7 separate regions of the Mus musculus genome follow, and all the other regions are linked to region 3. A link is a contact called in public HiChIP or PLAC-seq and promoter capture Hi-C data. All regions are on one chromosome and are shown on one strand. Each heading gives the region's core, a stretch centred on a gene start, on an enhancer-like site or on the middle of the called end of the contact. The rest is flanking DNA. Distances are from core to core; before and after follow the strand shown. Region 1 has its middle 3.6 kb from the start of Gm23139. Region 2 overlaps Oxct1 (3-oxoacid CoA transferase 1). Region 3 holds the start of Rpl37 (ribosomal protein L37). Region 4 has its middle 50 kb from the start of Gm16311. Region 5 has its middle 31 kb from the start of Gm16311. Region 6 has its middle 17 kb from the start of Dab2. Region 7 has its middle 74 kb from the start of Gm23139.

Evidence for each region. Promoter capture Hi-C pulls out the DNA fragments that hold promoters and counts their contacts. HiChIP or PLAC-seq counts read pairs in DNA pulled down with a chosen protein or histone mark.
Region 1: an H3K27ac HiChIP or PLAC-seq map of extraembryonic endoderm stem cells shows a contact between it and region 3, with 5 times the contacts expected there. The contact joins the enhancer-like site here to the promoter of Rpl37 in region 3. A contact is called at or near these places in 2 of 39 promoter capture datasets (cranial neural crest and maxillary cranial neural crest) and 7 of 115 datasets of contacts at active chromatin or transcription factors (the NIH/3T3 cell line, the SCID.adh cell line, differentiating embryonic stem cells and 4 more).
Region 2: a contact with region 3 is called in an H3K27ac HiChIP or PLAC-seq map of SST interneurons, with 6 times the contacts expected there. The contact joins the enhancer-like site here to the promoter of Rpl37 in region 3. A contact is called at or near these places in 6 of 39 promoter capture datasets (3T3-L1-derived adipocytes, the C10 cell line, cranial neural crest and 3 more), 13 of 115 datasets of contacts at active chromatin or transcription factors (CD8 T cells, the NIH/3T3 cell line, SST interneurons and 9 more) and 1 of 9 other capture datasets (embryonic stem cells).
Region 4: a promoter capture Hi-C map of liver shows a contact between it and region 3, with 4 times the contacts expected there. The contact joins the enhancer-like site here to the promoter of Rpl37 in region 3. A contact is called at or near these places in 10 of 39 promoter capture datasets (the 3T3-L1 cell line, HPC-7-derived erythroid cells, cranial neural crest and 6 more) and 8 of 115 datasets of contacts at active chromatin or transcription factors (craniofacial prominence, embryonic stem cells, epiblast stem cells and 4 more).
Region 5: a contact with region 3 is called in a promoter capture Hi-C map of hippocampal neurons, with 3 times the contacts expected there. The contact joins the enhancer-like site here to the promoter of Rpl37 in region 3. A contact is called at or near these places in 9 of 39 promoter capture datasets (the 3T3-L1 cell line, 3T3-L1-derived adipocytes, the SN4741 cell line and 5 more) and 1 of 115 datasets of contacts at active chromatin or transcription factors (astrocytes).
Region 6: a promoter capture Hi-C map of the 3T3-L1 cell line shows a contact between it and region 3, with 6 times the contacts expected there. The contact joins the enhancer-like site here to the promoter of Rpl37 in region 3. A contact is called at or near these places in 9 of 39 promoter capture datasets (the 3T3-L1 cell line, 3T3-L1-derived adipocytes, cranial neural crest and 4 more), 1 of 115 datasets of contacts at active chromatin or transcription factors (large pre-B cells) and 1 of 9 other capture datasets (adipose tissue).
Region 7: a contact with region 3 is called in a promoter capture Hi-C map of liver, with 5 times the contacts expected there. The contact joins the enhancer-like site here to the promoter of Rpl37 in region 3. A contact is called at or near these places in 21 of 39 promoter capture datasets (the 3T3-L1 cell line, 3T3-L1-derived adipocytes, the C10 cell line and 14 more), 2 of 15 datasets of contacts at CTCF or cohesin (the NIH/3T3 cell line and large pre-B cells), 10 of 484 Hi-C or Micro-C datasets (B cells, adipose-derived mesenchymal stem cells, bone marrow-derived macrophages and 5 more), 13 of 115 datasets of contacts at active chromatin or transcription factors (the SCID.adh cell line, double positive thymocytes, embryonic hindbrain and 8 more) and 3 of 9 other capture datasets (adipose tissue, embryonic stem cells and liver).

Annotation. Positions count from the first base shown.
Region 1 is chr15:6,153,189-6,156,797 of GRCm38.p6, reverse strand. No RefSeq gene overlaps it. Among named protein-coding and RNA genes, the nearest start is that of Gm23139, 3.6 kb to the right of the region's middle. Within about 2 kb of position 1,932, at least 16 of the 459 cell types and tissues checked have an H3K27ac peak or open chromatin away from gene starts, as enhancers often do. A contact at or near this core is called in extraembryonic endoderm stem cells, where this site is marked.
Region 2 is chr15:4,099,033-4,102,608 of GRCm38.p6, reverse strand. Oxct1 (3-oxoacid CoA transferase 1) reads right to left here. Exons shown (of 17, transcript NM_024188.6): 12 at 1,410-1,482; 13 at 730-805. Among named protein-coding and RNA genes, the nearest start is that of BC037032, 73 kb to the right of the region's middle. Within about 2 kb of position 1,393, at least 19 of the 459 cell types and tissues checked have an H3K27ac peak or open chromatin away from gene starts, as enhancers often do. A contact at or near this core is called in SST interneurons, where this site is marked.
Region 3 is chr15:5,114,833-5,118,336 of GRCm38.p6, reverse strand. Rpl37 (ribosomal protein L37) reads right to left here and starts at 1,724. Exons shown (of 4, transcript NM_026069.3): 1 at 1,653-1,724; 2 at 915-1,050; 3 at 634-718. The coding sequence starts at 1,655. It also overlaps a transcript of Card6 not described here.
Region 4 is chr15:6,258,446-6,262,109 of GRCm38.p6, reverse strand. No RefSeq gene overlaps it. Among named protein-coding and RNA genes, the nearest start is that of Gm16311, 50 kb to the left of the region's middle. Within about 2 kb of position 1,584, at least 69 of the 459 cell types and tissues checked have an H3K27ac peak or open chromatin away from gene starts, as enhancers often do. A contact at or near this core is called in craniofacial prominence, hematopoietic stem and progenitor cells, liver and 1 more, where this site is marked.
Region 5 is chr15:6,277,181-6,280,767 of GRCm38.p6, reverse strand. No RefSeq gene overlaps it. Among named protein-coding and RNA genes, the nearest start is that of Gm16311, 31 kb to the left of the region's middle. Within about 2 kb of position 1,392, at least 56 of the 459 cell types and tissues checked have an H3K27ac peak or open chromatin away from gene starts, as enhancers often do.
Region 6 is chr15:6,368,419-6,371,900 of GRCm38.p6, reverse strand. It overlaps a transcript of Dab2 not described here. Among named protein-coding and RNA genes, the nearest start is that of Dab2, 17 kb to the left of the region's middle. Within about 2 kb of position 1,355, at least 14 of the 459 cell types and tissues checked have an H3K27ac peak or open chromatin away from gene starts, as enhancers often do.
Region 7 is chr15:6,223,171-6,226,745 of GRCm38.p6, reverse strand. No RefSeq gene overlaps it. Among named protein-coding and RNA genes, the nearest start is that of Gm23139, 74 kb to the right of the region's middle. Within about 2 kb of position 1,330, at least 3 of the 459 cell types and tissues checked have an H3K27ac peak or open chromatin away from gene starts, as enhancers often do. A contact at or near this core is called in liver, where this site is marked.

The sequences.
Region 1 (3,609 bases), core at 683-3,182, 1.0 Mb before region 3:
CTCAGAAAAAAGACTTATTAATAAATTGGGTCAAGCATTGGGCAGCATGTCAGGGTAATGATGAGAGATAAAGGAGAACTTTGGGGAAATGATAAATATAAAATAGTAACACATACAAACAAAGAATTATGGGAAATAAATAAAGACAAATATATAAATTATAGACATAGATAAATAAGAAACACATTCTAAAGTTATTAAAATTATGCAATAAAATCAGAAAATTCTCGAATCAAGCCAAAGTAATGACTATCTAGACACTGGAAATATTTATAATGCTAAATAGACAAGATCAGAAATATTTCCTTATGTTATATTTTAGTTAAAATATTGTATGTGTAGAAAAGAGAAAGAGTCTTAAAAGCCACAGGTGAGAAATGCCAAGTCATATACAAAGGAAAGCCCATCTCAACAGCAGATTTTTATATAAAAACTCTAAGAACAATCAGGGTATGTAACTGTTCATTTTAAGCTCTGAGAAACAATGACTCTCCACCCAAAACTTTCAACTCCTTCATAAATGAAAGAGAATAAAATCTTTCAATTTTGATTAATATTAGCAAGTCAGTATTACAGAAGATATACAAAAGAATCGTATACTGAAAAAATTACATATCCTTGAGATTACAGGAACTAATAAACTGGATTAGAACAATAGATAAGCAAATGAAAATTAGGAAAGTACCAGTAAAAAAACAGGAACTAATAAATACCATTAAATAATAACTGAATACTGTCTCCAGTCTCAATAAAAATGAAAGTCCGAAGAATGGATTAAACATCAGGAACACAGCATTTCCTGTCCGAAAATAATGAACCTCACTGTCAAAGACAAACATAATCTAAGAGTTAAAGGGGAGGAAAAGGACTTGTAATCAAGCAAACAGAAATAGGAAGCAAACAGATCCAGCTACATAGCTATCTGACAAAGGAGACTTCAACACTAGTCTGAAGAGACCAAAGTCATTACATACTAGGAGAACAATGAGTTATGAGGATACTGCATTTTGACTATATACTATAAAACAAATGCTACTGGATATAAAGGCACAGATTAACTGTAATAAAGAAATAATGGATGGCTTCATTAGCCCAGGAACAGAAGGACACACACACACACACACACACACACACACACACACACACACACACACACGAACATAAAGTAAATCTTAGCAATCAGAAGAAAATTGAAAACAGTCGTATGTTCTCTGTGATTAGAATGGAATAAAAGTAGAAACAGAATCCTTCTCAACAATAATTTTGGGAAAGTTGAAGGTCCATGTAAGCTAAAACTAGATCCCTGCCTTTCACTTGGCACAAAAATATGTTAAAAATGGATCCGGCACCTTATAGGGAGACCTGAAATTCTGAACCTGTTAGCAGACCACACTGGAGAAGCATCTCAAGGTATAAGCAGTGGAGAGGGTTTATGGAAAGGATTCCAGTTGCTCGAGGTGAAGGAACATCTATATGTTGACAAATGTGACTGCATGAAATTACAAAGTTTTTGCTCAGCAAATGAGAACAAAGCTCGACTCAATAGAAAGGTGCATAAAAAACATCACCTGATAATGTTTAGCAATGTTACTCCTTAGTAAGCAGTCAAGCAGCTAAACAATAACTCCTTAATGCATTTAAAGCAAGAAGTAGAATAGTTCGATTCAGAAATCTTTTTTTTTTTTTTGCCAAGAAATCTGTGTGGCCCGCTCCCATGCCAACTTGTATAAAGCTTACTCGTATTTCACGAAAAAAATGCTTTCAAAGTTGCTTGTGCGTGGAGATCACACAGTATCTGGCAATACTCCTGGTAACTTGAGTGGTTGGATCTGCGAGTCAGCACACCACGCGGAAGGGACCACACTGACAGCCGTGACCTCAGCAAGGAGGTAAAACTAGGGAGAAATTGCAATGTTGACAAGCGAAGCAGCAGTATCAGTAAATTGCTGGGATTCCTTTGCAGAACACAAACATCTCTGTAATGTATTGTCTGGTAATGATTAAGAATGCTGCAGTTGGACTTTTCAGTGTGCCTTAGAAACTTAGAGAGAGAGAGAAGGAAAGTTGGGTATGAAAAAAACCCCACCTGAATTGACATGAATGTTTTAAAATATTTTCCTGTATTTTAAAACTGATCATATAAGAGGTTTATACTTACCCTGACCTTTTAAAGATGGCTGTGTCTTCTGAGGAATGTCTTTCCTGGTCCTTAGGCTGGTGAGGCCTAGGGTAGTCATCCTATTCATTATCTCTTGGTTCTCAACCTTTGGTGTAGCCCGGAAGGCACATGTAGAAAGGTGCCAGAACTCATGGATGTTAGATACTGTTGACACTCAAAGCTTGATCCAATTGCTTCTTTAGTCCCTTTCCTTGTGGATTTTGATGCTAGGCTGCCTTCTAAGTATTGATTATAGTGTTTTCTGCCATGTGTGGCTTTTATCATGGGTTCTGGGGATCAAACTTAAGGCCTCGTGCTTGCACAGCAAGCGATTTACCAACTGAGCTGTCAGGTCAGCCCCTCTTTTGTTTTCAATTAATTGGGGTCAATTTTTGTATCTCTCTTAAGATGAACAGTCTGAATAAAACTACCCATCACAGCTATGATAGGAGCTCAGTGTGTTCTTTTTTTAATTTTTTTTAATTAGGTATTTATTTCATTTACATTTCCATTGCTATCCCAAAAGTCCCCCACACCCTCCCCCACCCACTCCCCCACCCACCCACTCCTGCTTCTTGGCCCTGGCGTTTCCCCTGTACTGAGGCATATAAAGTTTGCGTGTCCAATGGGCCTCTCTTTCCAGTGATGGCCTACTAGGCCATCTTCTGATACATATGCAGCTAGAGACACGAGCTCCAGGGGGTACTGGTTAGTTCATAATGTTGTTCCACCTATAGGGTTGCAGATCCCCCCAGCTCCTTGGGTACTTTCTCTAGCTCCTCCATTGGGGGCCCTGTGTTCCATCCCATAGCTGACTGTGAGCATCCACTTCTGTGTTTGCTAGGTCCCTGCATAGTCTCACACGAGACAGCTATATCAGGGTCCTTTCAGCAAAATCTTGCTAGTGTATGCAATGGTGTCAGCGTTTGGAGGCTGATTATGGAATGGATCCCTGGGTATGGCAGTCTCTAGATGGTCCATCCTTTCGTCTCAGCTTCAAACTTTGTCTCTGTAACTCCTTCCATGGGTGTTTTGTTCCTAATTCTAAGAAGGGGCAAAGTGTCCACACTTTGGTCTTTGTTATTCTTGAGTTTCATGTGTTTCGCAAATTGTATCTAAGTAAGTATTGTGATTCAAACTAATTACATATGTTAATTATTTAATAAGTGTTGTTGATTCACACATTTTTCAGAGGGAAAAGACATTTTGAGGTAAACAGAACCTTGTATTTCTTGAAGGGTAAAAGTTGGAAACCCACAAACCCTTTTTACAGTTCTTACAATTTTAGGTTACTAGGTCAGTAATTAATGACCTTTCTTTGGAAGGATCAGACAGATTTTTAGGTTTTGTGAGACAGTCAGTATCTATCACGACTAATTGTGTCTGCCTTTGTAGCATGAAAATAGCCATAGGCAATATATAAATAAATAGGTTTGTCTGTGTACTAATAC
Region 2 (3,576 bases), core at 144-2,643, 1.0 Mb after region 3:
TGTATTCTCCATGTAATCTCACTGTAACAGCCTTTTCATGCCCAAAATCAAAGGAAAGAAATTCTGTAAGCCTTTTTCCAAAGCTAATGCGGACACCTCCTCCTTCCTTGATCTGCACCATTAAATGAAAACCTGCTGCCTTCTGCAAGCGTACTTTACCACCACAGGTTTTAAATTCCCTAGGGGAAGACAATGTGACTATTGAGTCATACAACCGATCAAGAAAGGATGCCTAATCACTGTAAATAAGAAAACAAGGATTAAACTACAATCAACGAAATTTCAAAGAAGCGATCCTTGTTCTTTCCAACTCTAAAACTTGCTTGTAATAAATGTTTGTCAGTTCTAATATTCATGAGGTGATAACCAATCCATTTTCTCAATCTTCTGTTTCTCTAAGGAAAAGACTGTGACATTTCTGGTCATTAGTCCCAAAGACACAGTAAACACTGAGCACTTCTCGGGACTGCTAAATTAAATTTAGGCAAAGTATGGTGGCTCATATTTGTGGTCCCAGCACTGAGGAAGCTGAAGCCAAGCTATGAATTCAGGGCCAGCTTGGACTACAAATTAAGAACTTGTCTCATCAAAATTGATTCTATCAAGAAACGAATGTATTTCTTCATTTTTGATGATTATATTGCACACGTACAGCAATTTGAGGGTCCTCCTTAATGTTATGAAAGTATTCTGACCCAATGTAATTCAGAAGGAAGAATGTCTACTTACAGGTATCATCCAGTTGGCCAGGTCACCATACTTAGAAACCTGCATGGCTCCTAACATTGTTAGATTGACATGTCCCCTAGGAAAGAAACAAGAAGTATAGAGCAAACCTCACAAGGTTTATATCTCCTTGGCTTTTAAAGCATCAGCAGTTACAATAATATTATGGCCTGAAATGCATCTGGTTCCCGCTCCCTACAATTGATTTCTAAATAGATCAGCTCTAAGCTGGTACAAAGAAATAACCATTAAGGGTTCTTTAAAAAAAAAAAAAATTATAGCCTATATCGTCTCCAGGAACAAACTAAACACAGGTGTGCACAGTGAAGTTTGTTTCCTTTAGTGAGAGAGTATAACTTGTTTGGAAGACAAACAGTGGCTGCAACATGAGCCCACGGTTTGAAGAAACTGTTGGGGATACCTTTTAATGCCATTTTAATCAACTTGGCACAAAGATGCAAACTCTATGCAGGGAGGTCTTTTCAAAGTAGTCAGGTGTATATTTCCGTGCCCCGACCTCAGTGGGAGTCATTTTACAGCTTTTCTGTGGCTGAACAAACCCTGGTCGTTTTAATGGGACTGTGGGCAATGGGACTGTGCCTCAGAGTCTTGCTCACGGGCACAGGGGGATGCGTCAGCCCACTCCACCCCGTGTGGATTCAAGGAGCTCCGTTATTACATACCCTCTAATCATGGCGAATGACTCATCGCTGGAGAAGAAAGAGGCTCCTGGGAGAACAGTAACTGTTTCCTTTCCTAAAGGCACACACAAGAGAAAGAAGGGAGGCAGGGAAGGTAACTATTAGATCTCTGAGATTATGACGATGGACAGAGAGGTCTGTGATGTGTCTGCTTCTGAAAGACTCTACGGTGCAACCAAAACGCATTTGCTTGTGAGGTAGCCACTGGCCGCCCTGAGGAGAGGTGTATTTTGTCACGGACACTGTTTGGCTTTGTCCCTGAAAAGTGACAAGAATCAGCACTTATGGGATTCCTGCTTGAAAATTCTCTACAGGCAAAGTTCCCTCCAGGACCTGTAGGGTGCCCTTCAGCATTCGGGCTGTAGACACTGACAGCCTGCAGTTAATGACTAAAGCCTGCTGAGATCTAACACGCAACACAGTGGCTATGGGCACCCGCACCACACTGCACATTTGAAACAGTTTCTGAAAAGAGACCTCAGATGGCAGCTGTGGGGGGATGAGCAGTCATTAACTTGATCATGTCAATCAGTCATTTCACAACGTAGACACGCATCAAGTCAACCCATCAAACGTGAAACATTGGATATATGCTGACTTTAACTTGCCAACTGTGTTGGCTAGCTCTGTGTCAACTTGGCACAAGCTAGAATCACTGGGAAGGAGGAAGCCTTAATTGAGAAAACGCCTCCATGAGATCGGGCTGTACACAAGCCTCTAGGTGATAGATGGGGAGGGCCCAGTCCTTTGTGGGTGGTGTCATCCGTGAGCTGGTGATGCTGAGCAAACCGTGGGAAACAAGGAAGCTGTCCCCCTCCATGGCCTCTGCCTCAGCTCCTGCCTCCAGGTTCCTGGCCTGCTCCAGTTCCTGTCCTGACTTCATTTGATGATGAATAGTGACAGAGAAGTAGAAGTCAAATAAACCCTTTCCTCCCCAAGTGGTGTTGGTCATGGTGTTTTATCACAGCAATAGTAACCCCAACTAAGACACCAATTATACCTTAATAATTCTGGCGAGAAAATCTAAAATAAAAGTATGTGAACAATATAGAAAGGACCTCCCTAACCCTCATTATCATTCACCCTGACCTTCCCTTGTTACATTCCAGCACAGAACAGCGTCCATCTTTTCCTCTAGCTCCTATAAGCTTCTTTCCAATCACCTACTTCCATGAAATCAAAGAATACCTCGGAACACATTAATACTATTTCCTAAAGACTTTCTTGAAAAGACTTCTAAAAAATTACACATTGGTATAAAAGTTCAGGGCTTGGGGAAGAAACTTTTCGCCTTTGGCTGGGTGTGGCAGCAAATGCCTACAATCCCAGAACTCAGCAGGCTGAGGCAGAAGGATCACCAAAGTCTATATAGCAAATTCTAGGCTAGCTAGAATTACAGACTGAGACCCTTAATCATCCAGTTGGCACACTAGCTACACTACCAGTGCCTTGGTGAGACCCAAGCTGCCCGTCTTGTGTGGTCTACTTTCTCTCTGCTCCAGGGCTTCAGAACATCATATGGTCGCCACTGGAAAAGTGCTTAAATACCATGTGACCGAAGTAAGTTCGCTGTCTCAGAACACTCCATCCTTCCCTCCGATGAAGTAAGGTAGCTAAGGACAGGAAGAAAAGCTACCACTGAGGTCAGAGGATACAGGAAAAGCTCACAGATGCATCAGGGCCAGAAGAGGTCTGGCCATCCCCGGTTGTGCACCACAGCCACACTGCCTACCTCTCAAGGACTGCTGAAAGCTAATGCTTTCGTTGATATCCCGCACTTCAGCTCAAGTATGGGAAGAAAGTAAGCCTATTTATATCACACTGAAATATTTATTGCCCGGGGGGTGGTTTGATTCTAAATAATGGAAACGTTTTCTCCTCTTCCAAAGTACCATAAAACTGAAACGCTTTGGGGAACACTTCCCTGACATGGTTAGACGTGGCTTTTAGACAGCACACAGGACTCAGAGGTTCAGTGAGATAATGCATGTGAAGTCCTCATTCAGAGCCTGGCACAGAGCCGTAGCCCCACGACATCAACTCTCATGATTATCACTATTACTGCTCTCTCCAAATCACTTAGAAAAAGAGGCAGAGCTGCTGCCCCTCCAGGGATAACTGCATAGCATCAACAACTGGCTTATAAAGT
Region 3 (3,504 bases), core at 475-2,974:
TTTTCCCTATTTCCACAAGAACTAAAGTATTTATGAAGCTATTCCTTAAGCTATAAAGGACAGGTCCTGGCACCTTTCCTTTAGTAACAGGAAACACTGACCAAGCTTAACAGGATCTTGAAGCTGCTCAACTCAGAAGTCTAAATGTTAAGTAGCACTCATTTCTACTCAATACTACATAGGAAGATGAGTGATTCTAAGCACATAAAGGTTAATCAGGCTCAAAACATGCCACTAGCCTATCAAACACTAGCAAGCCACTACACATCAAGTTCACAAAACTGGACTGAGTTTAAAACAGAGACAAACACAAAAGCACCTGTCAAAGCACAGACCCCACAGGAAAGTCTAAGAGGGGGGCTGGGGATTCTGTACTTTTAAGGAACATCAAGGCCTAGCCTCCAGTAAAAAGATACCCATCTATGTTATGACTGGCACCCAGAACAGCTTAGCAGACTTGAGCAAAGTCTGGAGGCAGATCCAAGTAAGCTGCCCCCCAGATCCCACTCATAGTCTTGACAAATGTGGGCGTCTCAGGCCCACACCAAACCCCAGTATCATTCCTACCCTTCAGTAAGAGTGCAAAGTTTCATCCTACCCTGGAGGACCAATGACATTTAGCCAAAACTGTACCTGAATCTGCGGTAGACAATCTTTAGGTGCCTCATCCGACCAGTCCCGGTAGTGTTTCGTCTCTTAGCCTTGGCACTCCAGTTATCTAATAAAAAAAATAGGATTCCAAATGGTTTTCCCAAGCACCCAGTGTCAGCCCATTTTCTCAGTAGTGTCATTACTATGTTTTAACCACTCAGCCAACAAACCAACCTCCAAAGTTGTTGCGTGCCAAATGTGTTTTCTATTACATCGCTACCTCAGGTCAAGGTAAAAGCCCGCCTGCGGATTACAGTACTTACACTTCCTCTTGCGCTTGGCAGGGTAGCCACACTTGCCACAAGTCGACTTCTGAAGGTGGTAGGCCTTGGAGCCACAGCGGCGGCACAGCGTGTGCGTCTTGTTGCGACGCTTACCAAAGGATGACGTTCCCTTCGTCTGCACATTAAAAGAAAAAGCAGGAAAAAAAACCCCACATATAAGCAACTCTGAAATCTGACTTCTCAATGTACTCTGGCATTTTCTTAGCAATGAGTATGGATGAGACGTAAACAAGATCCACACGGGACAAAACGGTGTAAAGATTTAAATCTTAGCACACAGGTAGGGTAGGTAGGAAGCACTACCGGCTATCCACACGACCATTATAATGCCTTACTCTGCGCGGACCTAAGCCTCCTTGGCTTTAGGCGTTAAGGACAACATTCTGCCCGTCTCTCAGTCGCGGTACTGCCCACCAAGCAGCCGGTTTCTCGGCGGCTGGGGACAGATGTCCCCAAGCCTGTCCTGATCACCCACCCGGGGCTGCAGTGCGTACGTCTCCTCCAAAGCCCAGAGAGACCCACAGCGGCGCTAGGACCGTGGGCCGGGCTCTGCACACAGCAGCCATCCTTCCAGTTCCTGCGGACCACAGCACGCCGTCTCCTCGCCCATCAGCTCCCCTCACTCGCAACCTTGTCACCGACGCGCCGGGCAACAGGCAGGACAGCCCGAGGAAGAAGGATGGAGAGAGATTTACAGAGCCCAGAAACCACACTCACCATCTTGCTTCTACCGGCGAGGCCAAAGAGACCGGAAGAGAAAGCACCCCCGCCACTTCCTGTGGATAAGCTTCCGCCCAGGAAACTACTTCCGGCGGGTCTTGGTGCAGCCCTATCAGGCCTCGGGTGCGGAGGTGTAGTCTCCCGGGCGAGAGAGCCAGGGAGCCGATTGGGCTGCAACACCGGTAGGGGGCGTGCCTGGCGCTGTGGCTCCGCCCTCCCCAGCGGCCCGCCTCCTGGTTGGAGAGGGTTTCTGGCGGTGTCGGGGCTGCTGCGGTGTTGGCAGTCCGTCTGGTTTCCGGTCCCGGGGCTCGAGGGGAGTCAGACACCCAGTGCGTGGCGGCGCCCCTGGCGGTTGTGCAGTGCTGGGACTGGGATCCCGATCCGGGAAAGCCAGCCTTCCCAGGTTCGTTTTGATGTGGCCGCTCGCTTGCCTGTATGGAGAGTTGGTGAGAGGATGGAGTCACGAAGTGTCTCGGCGAGGGTAGGAGCTTAGTTAGCTTCTGACTCGGGCCGACTCGATTTCACGCGGTGGTCATTCAGAGGCCAGTTGTTTGATCGCACTCAAGGAATCACACGCGGAACTTGTTAAATAACAGCTTCCAGCCAGCGCGCCGCCACCAGGAAATCTGACCCTTTTAGACTTGAGTACAGTTTGCAAGTCTGTACTGTATAAAACACTTTCCTAGATCATTTTGAAATAAGTAACCCTAGACATCCTTGATTAGCGCTAATGCAACTGTCTGTCCGCAATCCCAGTAGGAAACATGGAGAATATAGTACGAACATTGATGAATTGGGGAAAAGTCTCAGTCATACCATCTACATACTTTCTAAAACAAATGTGAGAATCGCTAGTCTATCACATTCAAAAATCTTAAGATAGTGGACAGCAGAACAAAGCAAACACCAAGGAAGCTTTTTGTTTTGTTTTGTTTTTTGTTAGCAAATCGTACCAATTTCTTCTAGGGGAGGGGAGTAGAAAGAAAAATGTATAATCCTTTCCACTCAGAAGTAGTAAACTGAAATCAGAGGAGGGAGGAGATAGGGCACACGGGAGAGAAAGCAAACAAGCATTCAAATGGTTGAACTGGACTATAAATAAGTCTTAGGAGACTGGGTGGCAAATTGCTATAAATTTAGTAGCATGAAGCAACACAGATTTAGTCAACGGGTGTAAACTTTCAGTTATGGGAAATAAATTCTAGGGTCCTCTTGCATTACTGTACCTACAGATAACAAAATTGTATCGCACACTTAAAATTGTATGGCCTCTGCCTCCCAAGTGCTGGGATTAAAGGCGAGCGCCACCACTGCCGGCCTCATTCACAGTTCTGCTGGGAAGCACAAGTGAGGCTTGGTTTGACTAAAATTGAAATGTAGTGCTGAGGTGTAGCTCTGCTCAGTCGCTGTTTAATTGCTGTCTTTCACCTTGCAGGCCAGTAATAACCTACCTTACGTTGTAGTACAGTTTTCTGTGTTCTTCTACTTTTAAGACCGCTTGTTACTACATTCACCCCACCTAGATAATTTCTCCATCTCAAGGTTAACTAACCTGAAACCTTAGTGCTCTCTGCCACCTCAGGATTTATCACGTCACTGGATGCTCTCGCTTGGAGTACTAAACAGCTCTTTTGGGATGGGGTCATGGAGTTGTGTCTACAGCATTGACTATGAAAAATGACATTAGTGAAGAAAGGGTAGGCTGGGCGTTAAACCACCAAGGAGCCCACCCTCAGAGGCAGGATGTCACTGACCTTATCCAAAGACGTGCCTACAGCTGAAGTTATCAGACAGTGAAATCATTTTTTCTCTCTAAAGTGAGTTTGTTCTTTGTGGTGTGCAGGAAATC
Region 4 (3,664 bases), core at 335-2,834, 1.1 Mb before region 3:
CCTTCAACTTTGCTTTTTATAGGTGACTTTTGTCAGAGCATGCCTTTGAGTTATAATGCTGAATGCCATTTCTGACTTTCATGAACTGTTTCAAACTACTAGGCCACGGGCAATTGAGTCTACAGGAGTATACTAAGATGGTGTCCGAGAGAGCAAGAGACTGCAATTTTAAGAGTACATGGTTTTCTGCCACTGCTTCTTAAGGTATAGCAATAGCTATATTCCATCTCTGGGTGAAATAACAATACAGTCTGCAGCTCTCTCTCTCTCTCTCTCTCTCTCTCTCTCTCTCTCTCTCTCTCTCTCTCTCTCTGTCTGTCTCTCTGCGTGTGTATACACAGGTGTGTGTTAGAGAGAGAGAATATCTCATTGAGTATTAGTGATCTGAGTTAATTTTATATAATACTATGAATATTTTAAAAATCTGTAGCTGGTAAACACATAAAAGACACATCTTACTTTTAACTGTGTTTGTAGGTGTGTGTGCATCTCTTGGTGTTATGTGCATGTGTGTTTGCATCTTTGTGTGTATGTGTGTGTGTGTGTGTGTGTGTGTGTATGTGTTTGTATGTGTGTATGTGTATGGATGTGTCTACAGAGAGAAACAAATAGGCCTGTAAGTGTCTTGGGTTTGACAACCATCATTTAAAAGAATATAAACACACTCATATAGTTTATATGTACCTTTTTAAAGCTATGCAATAATATTTATATGTATATGCATGGTTTTAGAGATCCTGCTTGGTTGGGTGTATTTCCCCCTCTGACCACCATATAACTCTGTTTTGAATGTGAAGTAATGAGCTTAAAATATTAATTATAGACGCCAAGCTCCTCTGAGTCACACAGTGCCCTTCCTCCAGCCCATCCCACCCCATCTCGTCCTGCTGTTATTTTGGTGCATTTGGCAGAACCCATTTTCTTTAACGAAACAGACATTTCCTTTCCCAGATATGAGTCCAAGTTCCAGACTTAAAAAAAATCAAAAACCTAACAATTGATGCTTACTTTATCAAAGCTGTTCTTTCTAGCTATAAATCGCACATGTATTATTATTTGCTAGAGGGTTAAGTGTCCGTTCTTTCATCAGAAATTCTGATTTCTAAGGTACAGGGATGTCCACTCAGTAAAGCAATTTATAAACTTGTGCTCCTGAGAATTTTACCCACCCCTCCTCCTCTACTTTCCTCTTGGCAGGAGAAGGACCTTTGTCTTACTAATACAAAACTAGAAAGAACTTTATACCTGAGACTTAAACATTAAACAAAAGTATATCCATTTAAAATATTTGTCCGGATGGTAAACAAGAGGGGTTAGCTCAGCCTTGGAATCAGTTGGGGTGGACTTCCTGAGGGCAGAGTGGACAGAACCTGCCTGTTTTGTTCTTCCAAGGCAGAGGTTTGATCTGGAAACAGTAAAAAGCTTTCTTTACCCCCAAGTCTAAGGAATGAGAAGAGGGTTAAAAAACCAAGCAGGAACAGAGAGCAGCTTCAGAGGCTGTGTGTGCCTTCTTGCTTATGCTGCAGTTTAAAGGATTACTTCCATGTTGGTCACATGGTCTCAAGTGTTCTCTCTCCCTTGCTACAAATTCATTCCTTCAAAAGCCAGAAGTGACTGAGTAATTGCAGATGTACAGTGACTACCAGACTGTTCTTTGTCACCACTTTCCTGTTTCAGTTGGGAGGAAGTGGCTGAGTGAGCTTGAGACTCGAGGGTGGGGAACAGATCTATTACAATGACCCTGTTAGCCCCAGCCTAGTTTTGCCTTAGTGAAGGGGTGATGAAAACACTTTAAACAGTTGCCAACATCCCAGGAGAAAATATTTGACATCTCACCTATATCAACAAGCAAGAGTTAAAGGTTAAATCACACACAAGTCAAGTGCTGGGAAAAGGATATGTTTATGTCATCAACTTTCTTTGTTCTACCAGGGTCTTGTGTCAACAAGGAGACACATTCCCCATTCCTGGCTGGAATCACCGAGACAATAGAGATTGATGACAGACACTTTGGGCAGGAGCCTCAAGCCAATCCCCTTCTAAGCCTTTGTCCTTTGCCTCTGGTTGGGGGGCACCCTCACCATTCATCAACAGCTCCGAACAGCCATCTGTTTAGGGTGGATGACCTTCCTGTGTCTTTACCAGGATTCTTGCGATTCTGAGCACCAAGCTCAGGGTGGAAGCAGGAAAAGCAAGGAAGAGGAAGATACTGGGATTTATACTTTTCCTGTATTGATCTCAGCTCCAACACTTTATCATCCAGATGCAGTGCTTGGCATGGCTGGTGTTCACATGCAATAGGTTCAGTGAGAGAGGGGGATCTTCTGGGGACAGCTCAACCTCTGAGTCAAGATAACTTTAAGTCAAACTTTGTGAGGAAATGAAAATATTTCCAAAGGAAAAAAACACAGAGTTGTCACTATGGAGACAATAGGTAAGGAAGGGAGGAGTAGTGCAGCAAGCATAGTAGTGTAGTCCTGTCAGTCTAGCACGCACGGAGTCCAGGCAGTAGAATCATGAGTTCAAAGACCAGCCTGGAGGCTACAGAAGTGGCTCAGTTGGTAAAGTGCCCCATGAAAGCACAGCAACCAATGTAAACTTGGATCCCCAGCACCCAGATGAAAAGCCATCCATGCTGTAATTCCATTGGTTGGGGACAGAGGCAGGTGACTCTATGAAGCTGACTGTAGGCAAATCATTGAGTTCGGTGAGAGGCCATAACTTAAAAAGTAGGTGGAGGGGGCTGGAGAGATGGCTCAGCGGTTAAGAGCACCGACTGTTCTTCTAGAGGTCCTGAGTTCAAATCCCAGCAACCACATGATGGCTCACAACCATCTGTAATGGGGTCTAATGCCCTCTTCTGGTGTATCAGAAGAGCAACGGTGTACTCATAAAAAAAGATAATTATAGTAATAAAAGAAAGTAGGTGGAGAACAACTGAGGGAGACAGTCAACTTTGTCCTCTAACACACACACAAACACACACACACACACACACACACACACACACACACACACACACGTAACTCAGACATACATGCACATCCACATGCAGGCATGCGCATACCCATGCGGTTGCCCGTCCAGTGCATGGAATATAGATGGCCTTTGTAGCATAGGATACAATAATGTCAGCCTCATTGACAGTAGAGATCAGATATAGCCAAAAGCATTTCACAGTGTAACATTTTCTTTCTCTCAAAAACACATGTTATTTTATCTGTATGGGTGTTTTGCCTGAATGTAGCCCTTCATGCCGTGGGTGTGCTTGGTGCCTATGCAGGCCAAGAGAGGTCACTGGATCCTCTGGAACTAGATTTACAGAGGGTTGTGAGCCACCCTGTGGGTTGTGGGGATTGATTGTGGGTCTTCTCTGGGTCCAACCAGTATTATTTACTCCAGAGCTATGTCTCAAATCTCTGTGTAAGATTTTCTACAAACAGGATTCTATATGCCTTTCTCTGGACAATGCTGGCTCAACAAGCCCTGGTCTTCATGTCTGTAAAGTTACTGTTTCTGTAAATATACTAATCAACTGCTAAGTTAGTTTTATATCTGCAATTCTCTTTTAAGCTAAAGTGTAATTTAATTGCATTTATTTATTTATTTATTTATTTATTTATTTATTTATTTATTTTGGTTTGTGGACTATGAAACAGTTGCC
Region 5 (3,587 bases), core at 143-2,642, 1.2 Mb before region 3:
TCACCTACAAATAGCAATATTAAAAGTTATTGTTTGACTTGTGTGGTATTTCTAAATACTTCATCCCCCCCCCCCCCCACACACACACACAAAGTCATGCTTATACAGGCACACACACACACACACACACACACACACACACACATGCACTCCTACACTTAAGATCAGATTACACCACCTACTTTAGACGGAAACTTTAAAAGTTCAAACATCTAGAAAACTCATCATGGAGGTTTTTGGTTAATTTATTGACTCTAAAGGCCCAATACTTTTTTTTTTTTAACTTAGATGTGCTCACGCCCACACATTCACACAGTTCCATGGCAGTGAAGAAGAAATCTTCACATTCCAAATACATCTCAGAGAAGCAGGATGGTTAAGAATTCTCAATATTTTCACATTACTTAGAGCACTGTAGGTAGGTTACCCTGGCCTCATTCCCAGACTTTAACAGTAGGGGCCTTGTGAAATGCTAAACGATGTGTAGAACAGTATTTAGGCTCTCTAAGAGCCAATCCGTCAAAACATTTGCTGCTTTGAAAATGTGTTCTAAAAAAGGGGGGGGGGCATATGGAACTTATTACTGTGCTTGGTGGAGTTCAGGCTGCAGCATCCAAAATAAGCACGGAACCTTTTGAGGACACCATCTTACCTAAAGATGACAGGGCCTCTGACACTGTCCTGCCCTGACCGAAGGGTATGGAAGACTCATGGGAAATGGCAGGCTTCTAAACATTTGGGGGTGGGGTGGGGGTGGGGATTGAAAGGTTAGACTAGCACAGCGCTAGGTAGAAACATTAAACAGAACAAAGAAATAAGATGAAAATGGAGTGTAGAAAGCGTTAAGGAGCGCACAGCTGGTATTTCTCCATCAGCAACTTCCAGCTTAGTCTTCAGACCATAATTAATTAAGATTTATGAACAAATAATTCAGTGACTTACTGCTATATATTTAGGTGGAAGTTATGATGTGTAGCTACATACTTTGGGAATTCGATGGGTGGAAGAGAAATTAAATTCTTTGAATACCAAGGAGAAAATATTTTCATGATGAAGAAAGCAGCCAGGAGCATCGTCATTCTCTTCACCACTTACTGCTTCTCTCCTCTTACCTCTAAGTTACCTGGTGTGAGAAGGTAGACACAGCAAACTTTGCCTGCCTTATTTAATTGAAGTATTGAAATATCAAAGGAAGCTGAATGGTGGAGTTTGGAAAGGTTTTATTTACTTTTCTTTGAACCACCATAGCATTTGCTGAACCCACTACTAAGAGAACACAAAGGAAATGCTATTATCAGTCCTTGCAAACCAGAGCCGAAGTCTGTGTTTGAAGCTGAAAAGCCTTAAGCTCCGTGCTGTGTTTTATTATGCATAACTGAAATTCTTCACAGTTACAAAAGTGTAAACTTCTCTTGATTACATCAATATGGACTTGGAACAAGGAGAGGTACAGGTCACTGTTGCTGGGAAGATGCTCTGTGGCCAAATTTACTTGTGCTTTGAAGGGATAAAAGTTAGTCTATGAAGTATGCACTCTTGCAACCCCTATAAAATCCCTGTAAACATACTACTTCTAACTTCTTTAGGACCTCCCCCTGAGTGCTTTCATTTGCCCCCTTGTAAAATCTCCCATGCTTGAAATCTCCTGATGGTTTCAGACACGTCATTTCTAGAGTGTTCGACAGTATGAAGTGCACTTCGCAGGCCACTCTGACGGTTTACGCTCTTGCAGTGATGCTGCTCGCTTCTGCTCCACACCTTAGTTTTCATGACTTCGTGATCTGTGTTTTGTGTTTTATGACTGCTTCCTTGGGGAACTATCCTGCCCCTAAAAAAAAAAAAATGACAGGAATGATCCACATAAGTCCATAAGAGAGGCTATAAAATAAACATTATACCATGTGTGGGGTAAAAAAAATAGAACTGCAAATAGCTGGTCTCACTTTCTGGCATTTACACACATGGCCATCTGTTTGAGGACTGTTTTAGTTGGCTATTATCCAGCATTTATGTAACTGGCCAAGTCGAAGGAAATGACATCACCAAATTTCCTGATGACTGTCACTGGAGCCACAAATTTTTGGGGAGAAACAAGTTGCTCAGTAAGAAGAGAGACTTCTTAAATGTCTCTTCTACTTTCACTTTTTCCGGGCATACAAGTGTTATAAAACATTTTTCCTCCTACCGATGTCTATTTTGTGCTAATGGCTCTCAACAATGTTTACTATTTGGTTTGGAGATTCTACCTTTTTATGCTGTAGGAGTATTAGGGAGAAAAATACGACTTTTGTTGAGTATAGACGTCTGATCGGGAGCTGAGGAGGTGGCTCAGTTGTTAAAGCACTTGCTGTGTGTGTGGGAGGCCGCACCTGAGTTCACATCTCAGAATCCTACAAAGGATAGATATGGGAACATGTGTCTATAATCCCACGATAGCTACTATGTGAGATGGTAGTTGGGGGCAGGGTGATCTCTGGAAATTTAGGGGTCACCGCAACTGTGTAGCAGCTGATCACAAGGAATCCTGTCTCAAACAAGGCTAACATCATAGGTTGTCTTCTGACTACCACACATGTCCCAGGCACGCATGCACTCGGAGATTTAAAAATGCAATATGATCAGAATGTAATGAAAAAGAAAGTCGAAGTGACAAACTTTTGTTGTTGTCTTAAAACTGCATCTAAAATAATTCGGCAAACATGTAATCAGCCTGTTACCCTGATTCAAGCCCAGTCTTGGAGGTGCGCCTGCAGAGAAGGACTGACTGAAGAGGGAACTTTGGGAATTACACTTGCTGATGACAGGGAGAGATCAGAACGAGGAAGTGCGAAGGTTTCAATAGCATAATTTACAGAGCCTCTTAGCTCTGAGGGTAATCTGTACCACTGGACCAAGGAATCCTTTTATATGATTCCAAAACTAAACCATCTCTGGGGAAGCCTAGCAGCTGCTTTTAAGGTTCACAGTTGTATGGGGAAAGAATTAGCTTTAGAAGACTTTAAGGATATCTGCTCCTCTAACTCTCTTGGGAATTCAGATCCGGCTGAATGCGCATCTAAGCAGGAATCCCTGCTCCCATGCTAAACATTTTGGAATTTTGAAATGCCTTCAGATGACTGTAGTTGATTTACTGTGTCCTACCATAACTGAGCGTAGAGGCTGCCTTAGCCTGAACCGGAACTCTTCCAAGCCAGGGTGACCTAATCATTTAAATACCTGCCTGTGTTTGTTCGTGATCACCTTTCCCTCTTTTGTCTCTCCTCCATTTCCTCTTCCTGTCCATCACTATGGTAGGAGTCACTGCTGTTGGTACTCCACCTGAGTTCCTCTGTGAGCTGGAGCATCTATCTATCTGCTACATGGGTGTTTCAGAGTCCTTTCTGGATGCTTGTTAATCTCTGATGGCAGCGAATCACCTGCTGAGAGACTTCAAGACCACCATTCTCTCTATGTTCCTATGGTGGTCATCGATTGGGGGTGGCGAAAGCTTGGCTACCTGTTCTGAGGGTAACAGAGCTCTGATGCTCCGAGCTCCTGTACATCAGCCAAAGGTTCATATTCTTTCAAGATTCTTTCTCCTTCTCTTT
Region 6 (3,482 bases), core at 106-2,605, 1.3 Mb before region 3:
TGCAGTGGCACCCACGTACACTTGCAACCACACATACACATAAGTGTGACCACTGCACACACATGCACATGAAAAACCTTCTGTTCCAAAGCAGCTGATACTATCCATTTTCTGCTGTGCAAGTGAGAATTCCGTAACTTGGGGTTTTGCATTCAATGGACTCTTATAAGGTGACAGGGATTGAACCTAGTACTGCTCACATGTTAGTTTAGTGCTTTACCACGGAGCCACACCTCCAGTCTCTGTGTTAAAGGTTATACATTTTATGGTACTTTGTATAGTTCATGATTGCTGTTGTTGCTGGTGCTGCTGTTGTTATCCCAGAAAAGGTCTCACTACATAGGTATTTCTGTTTTGGAATTCACTATACAGACCAGACTAGCCTTGAAATCACAGGACTCTCCCTGCCCCTGCCTCCTGAGTGCTGGGATTATAGGCATATGCCACTACTCCTGGCGAGGTTCATGGTTTTAACTGGTACTCACACTGGAAATAAAAGCCCAGGTAGGGACAGGTGCTGGTATTTGTATTGGTTATATATTATGACTGTGGAGTTGGGTTAGATATACCCCAAAACATCTGGCAATGTGAAAATGAAGGAAGATTATAATCTGCTCAGTACTAATTTTAGATAATTTGTTCAAGTGTTTTAGCAAGTAGATAATGTGAACAGGTTAAAAAGAGTTCCTAATATGTTTATTGACAGTTGTGAGCCACCATGTGGTTGCTGGGAATTGATCTCAGGACCTTTGGAAGAGCAGTCAGCACTCTTAACCACCCTTTACTTGTAAGCAATACACAGACCAAATTACTGGACTATATGCCAGTGAATACAGATACCTAATTAAACCTGGGAAGTGTTCACCCAGAAAACACTGTCTCTTTTTAAGTACATATACACACATGGAACACTGATTAGATATTTTTATTTTTCTAATATCTGTATAATTCCTTATAATATTTCTCTGAACATAAATCCCAATTCTCTCAGCATTGACAGAATTTTGCCAAGAAGAAAACTACAATTTTTCTCAAAATTGTTCATTTGTTGTTCCATGCTACTATATAAAATTGATTTAATAAAGCAAGAAACAGTTAATTTCGGGGGATGCCATTTGGGAACTACTAAACACCAGCTTTGATTTACATACAAGAGTTTACTTTCCCTGTGGCTTTATGCCTTTGGGGGAGGTAGGCTAGGGCAGGGAAAGAAAGCCCCTATACAAGTCAGCAAGCAAGGCTGCTTGCTGTTCAAACTGTAAGCGCTAAGGATAGTTTGGAAGGTGACATTCTACAAAAATACTTCAATCGTTATGAGCAAGACTTGGAACAACATTTATACAACATTAATGCTGGGTAAGAGCAGAAGGCTTGGACATGTGAACAATGCCGCCTCTATTAGAAGCAAACCTAAAATGAGCTGGAAATCATAGCTGTTTTCATTTCCCAGAGAGAGGGGGGAAGGGAGGGAGGGAGGGAGGTAGGGAGGTAGGGAGGGAGGGAGGGAGGGAGGGAGGGAGGGAGGGAGGGAAAAAGAGAAGAGAAGAGAAGCAGGGAGAGGGAAGGGAGGGGGAAGAGTGGGAGAGAGAGAGAGAGAGAGAGAGAGAGAGAGAGAGAGAGAGAGAGAGAGAGAACTACTTAGCAAGCAAGAAACTGTGTGGATGTACATTGGAAATGTTGCATGCATGTGTGTGTGTTATGAGAGCATGGGTATGTTCATGCTGGATTCTAGCTAGGGAGAATTCTCTCTGCCTCTCTACAGTTTCTGCACCAGCTTGAAGCCAAATAATATTTAATCACTTCCATAAAAACTCCCAAATTATAAAAACATGCATGAAAAAGGCAGCAATAAGAAGAAACATGCCAGATATGTTATAGCTGACCACAAACGTCATTCACAAAACAAGCAAGTGGCTTCACTAGGAATTTTCCAAATACTTTTTTTTTTGGGGGGGGGGGGGTCGGGTGGGGGTGGAGTTAACTCCCACAGAGCTTCAAAATAAAAGAGTAATGACAGGTTAGCGTGTAGACCCATTCTATTGATTTATCCTCCAAATAAGGAGTGTTTCTTGAACTAAAATACTAGTCCAGAAAGACTGCCTCCGAGACAGCAGCATACATGGGAAGAGTAACTGAGCCTGGGGACCCTCACAGAAGAGAAACAGCTCTTTGGAAGAGACAGGCTCTGCACCCTCAACCTGGCCCAGCCAGCCCTGGCTTTGAAAAATGTTTCCACATCAGACTCCATAAACCTCTCTCCTCCCGTTTCAGTGTTTTTAGAGGATGACAGAGTTTGTCCAGCAGGAAATACTGGAAGCGTTTTTGTAAGATTTCCATTTCCCCATCACTGTCTGGAACAGTATTATTGGGACGACCATGCGTGGTTACTGAGTTCCTCTAAGAAGGCTTTGGGGCATTAAGTTGTCAATCAGTTTAGCTGGAGTTTCATTTGGAGAAAGTTGAAATGGGTGGAGGGTGATAAATTACGTAGTTTTGTTTTTAAAGTGATATAAATAGAGGCTGTTTACTAAGAAGGAAAGAAAAAGAAAAAGAAAAAAAAGGCATCCTCAAAGCCGCTGAAAAGTCTTCTCTTGAAATCTTAAAGTGCAGTGTCAGACTGGGGATATATCCCAGTGGTTCGATGCCTCCCTAGTATGTGTGATGCACTGCGTTTGATCCTTACAACCACAGGAAGCAAAAACAAAACAAAACAAACAAACGAATGAATGAAACAACACAAAGATAGAGAAAGGGAAATTCTAGGCTCTTCTAGCCAAGCCCTGCCCCCATCACATGGTCACGCGCTCACATTATTACGTCAGCAGAGTAGATGTATTGTTTCTTGCCCGAGAACTTTTTCACCTTAACTCTGAAGACTTTCAGCAAAGGGATTTTTTACTGTGTCGTTTAGGTTAAATAACTTTTCCATTGGCCTCTCACCCAAAGCAGACACATTATAGAATTCCAGCCTGTGCTAGCGAGCTCTGGGGTTTGACTGCATTGCTAAGGCTTAGAAACAATGAGTTAAACAAACCTGGATTTCAGTTGATGTATTCTGAACGGGGATGGAAATCTTGAGTCTCCCTAGGGAGTCTTCAGGGTGCTTTACAATTTGCCCTGACATCTCTGGCTTGAGGCTCTTATTTGTGATGTGTGGGTTTTTGTTTGTTTGTTTGTTTGTTTGTTTGTCAGCGTGTGTTTCTCTGAGTCCTTCCTTGCCTGCTGTCTTTGACCACATGCCAAGCTTAACCTCCTTCCTTCACTCTAAATCCTTACATAAAATTATCTGAAAGAGCCCCTGTGCCAGTGGTAGTCTCATGTGAAAGTGTGGAAAAAATAGTATTTATTCAGACATGCATAAACACACACACGCACACGCGCACACACACACACGTGCCCATGCACATATGTATCCAGTAAACTTAATGTTTAATATAATCTTAAAATAAAAGCATAGGTTGACATGTATGATGCTGTTCTGG
Region 7 (3,575 bases), core at 81-2,580, 1.1 Mb before region 3:
TTTCTCTTCATCAGTACCGTTCCCCAGCTGAAGAGTTCTGAATCCACGCCGGATCCTTCTCAACAGTCTGTTTTACGGGAACCTTTATCAACCCCTTCTTCCCCGTTATGCAGTTCTGAATCCTCCCTGTAGCAGGGGGTCTTCGCTCTTGCCTGAAGATGTTTCTTTTCCCGTGTCCTGGGTCCCAGGTCCCGGGTTTCAGCACCACTTCTTGCGCGCGCTCAACAGGCCAGGAAGAACGACGCTGCTACAGGATCCTTCTGCACACATTTATTCAGTCCTGTTTCTTCTTTCTCCATATATCTCCCTTGTTTATATATCTCCCTTGTTTTTATATCTCCCTTGTTTTTATATCTCCCCCGAACCCTGGGCCTCTCACTCTTTTATACTCTCAGTTCCCATCCACGCACAGCAGGCCACGCCACCTCACCAGGCACGCAGCTTCAGCTAATCAGGGCAGCAGGGGCATATCTCCATCAAAATGGATTCACCAGTATCCTGGTACACCTGCGCAGCTCTCAAGATGTTTGTGGTTTATATGAGGAAGTCAGGTGCAAGTCATATGACTTAGCTACAGTCCCTGGCGCCTTTGGGACTGCCGCCACACCCGCTCCCCACACAGACTGATTTGGGGGAAATGATTTGCACTGAATTTGGGAGAAGAGTTTGAATTTTCTAGAACCTGTCACTCTAGTCACATGGTTCTTCCAGTTTTCTGGAAGCCTCTGGGATAAATCACAAGAATAAGAGCATTGCCATGGTGGTATATCTGCAGATTCTTTTGTGATCCCTGTTTTATTTGCAACAAAAATGACTTTTTAAAAAATATTTCACTTATTTTGTGTCTTTGTCTATAGGGGGTGGTTCTAGCTTGTGATGCTATGCATTTAAAGGACAGTGGGTTCTCCCATGTAGGTTCCAGGGATCAAACTTCATTCCAAAAGCTTGTTAGCAGACACCCTTACACGGAGGAAACTCACCCGCCCCAGGAGCATCTTCTAACGGCATAACTTCCCAAGCTGCACTCTGAAGGGGGAAAACCTACCCAGGAGATATTTATGGGATTTCTTTTATGGGAATGCTCAACTACCAAAAAAGTTTTGGGGAAGACTAGCTAAAGAAGGCTAAATAGAATGTAAGTTACACACATTCATTGTGTATTTTCTATGACAACCTATGTTGTGAGTCTTCAGTAGGGAAACCAGGCATATTGAATTTTCTAAATTGACTTCACCACAGAATTTGGTTCACAGACACAGACCTCAAGTTGAACTGAACGTGATTTGGAAATCCCATTGTACTTTGGACAGATTTTATTTGATTTTCATATGACCTACTTAGCTTTGTTTTACACATAAAGCAAATGAAGGTTTCACATTAGAACAGGACATCCTCATGGGTTACAGAGGGACAGAAATTAAGACTGAACTGAAATTAAGCCCTTCTCCTGTTCCCAATTTTACTTTTCATTCCACTGTACTATAATGCTATCTGGATTATTTCACTGGGCTTGTTGTATGTCCTTTCTCTATGTGCCCATTTGTAACAGTGTGGCTGATGTAGTGATTGTAAAGAAAGGATACTTATTTCTCATTGTCCTGAGGGTTGGGAAGGTCAGTAATAATGGGATAACAGCCTTTCTATCATATAACATGGAGGATGTCCCATGGCATAGGAACATCACAGAGCATGAAGACATGGGCGAGAGACAGCCCACTTTTAGAGCAGTGCCCCTCCACCAGTGACTTACCCACCACAGGATAATGACAATAGTCCACTTACCAGGGTGCAGTTCTCAGGAGAGTCCCATTTCCAGTCAGAATGGTCAGAGTTGGAGTTAAACTTCAGCAGGAATTTTGTAGGGATGTTCAAACCACAATACCATATCAAATCACCACAAACTGGATTGCTTAAGCAAAGAAAACAACAACAAAATTATTTTCTCAGGCTCTGAGATAATTTTTTTCCCTCTTTCCTTGCTTCTGGAAGTTCTTGTTTTCTCTCTCTCTCTCTCTCTCTCTCTCTCTCTCTCTCTCTCTCTCTCTCTCTCTCTCCCAGTCTGTTTCTCTGTCTTTGTCTCTGTCTCTCTCTTTCTCCTATTTCCTTCTTTCTTTCTGTCTTGATAGGGACTTAACCTAGGATAAATACTATTCTACTGCTAAGTTCCACTTTTTAGCCACATTTTTCTTTCTTTTTTAAAATTAGATATTTTCTTCATTTACATTTCAAATGCTATACCCAAAGCCCCCTGTACCCTCTCCCCACCCTGCTCCCCAACCTACTCACTCCCGCTTCTTCAACCTGGCATTCCCCTGTACTGGGGCATATAATCTTCGCAAGACTAAGGGCCTCTCCTCCCATTGATGGCCTTCTAGGCCATCCTCTGCTACATATGCAACTAGAGACACAAACTCTGAGGGGTATTAGTTAGTTTATATTGTTGTTCCACCTATAGGCTTGCAGACCCCTTAAGCTCCTTGGGTACTTTCTCTAGCTTCTCCATTGGGGGCCCTGTGATCCATCCTATAGATGACTGTGAGCATCCACTTCTGTATTTGCCAGGCACTGGCATAGCCTCACACGAGACAGCTATATCAGGGTCCTTTCAGCAAAATCTTGCTGACATATGCAAATTATTTTGATGCAATCCTAACTTAATTGTTCAAGGTTATAAAGATTTTTGATATTGGTCAGATAGTAGTTAAATAAAACATAAACTATTTCTAAGCATTCTAGGTTGATGGTACAGTCATGGTAACAGTTACCTTTATTAGGTGTTTTCTGTGTGCTATTTAGACTTTTATGTTTTGTGCTTTCTCAACTTTATTAAAATGTTTCTCATAGTGGTCTTGTGAAGGAAATATTTTAATATTCTCAGTTTATTACTAGAGATGATGTCACATAACACACACGATAAAACACGAACTTAAATCTGAACTATCTTGGTGACAGCTGATTCAGAATGAAGAGCCACATCTCTGCTCTGCCTTAGCATATCTACAGGATCTGTCTGCAGGATGTACAGCTGGAAAATCCAACAATCACAGGTTAGGACTGCACAAGGGCTGACCCTTCCATTGGGCTCTGCCATAGAAAGTGTTCACATCCATTGTTCCAACTGTGTCTAGGAAGTACTTTGGTAGTATTTTTGGTAGAAGAAACCAACATATGATTATATAAGTGCCTGTGATCAAGGAGAGGACAAATAGTTCTTTTATTAAACCCCTCTTGTCTGTCTTCATCTTGTCATCAGTGTCTGCGAATCATGAGTCACCTCTACCCACTCTCATGCATTAGTGATCCTCTCAACTGCACATGTGGGCAAAGTGTGAGGGTATAAATACTTCTATTTGGCCCAGTGGGTCAAAGCAAGGGCCATTACTGCAACGCCAAAGACTAGTGAATGAAAGACATTTGTGGTCATAACACTAAGCATCCCACTCAGCTTTTCATGTGTTTTATAAAGTTGTGATTCATATAAAAAAAAACCTCATTTTTTTGTCAAGCTCAAAACATCTACAGCTTATAGTTTATCTTAACTCTTTTTTTCCAATTTATTATTTATTTATTTACTT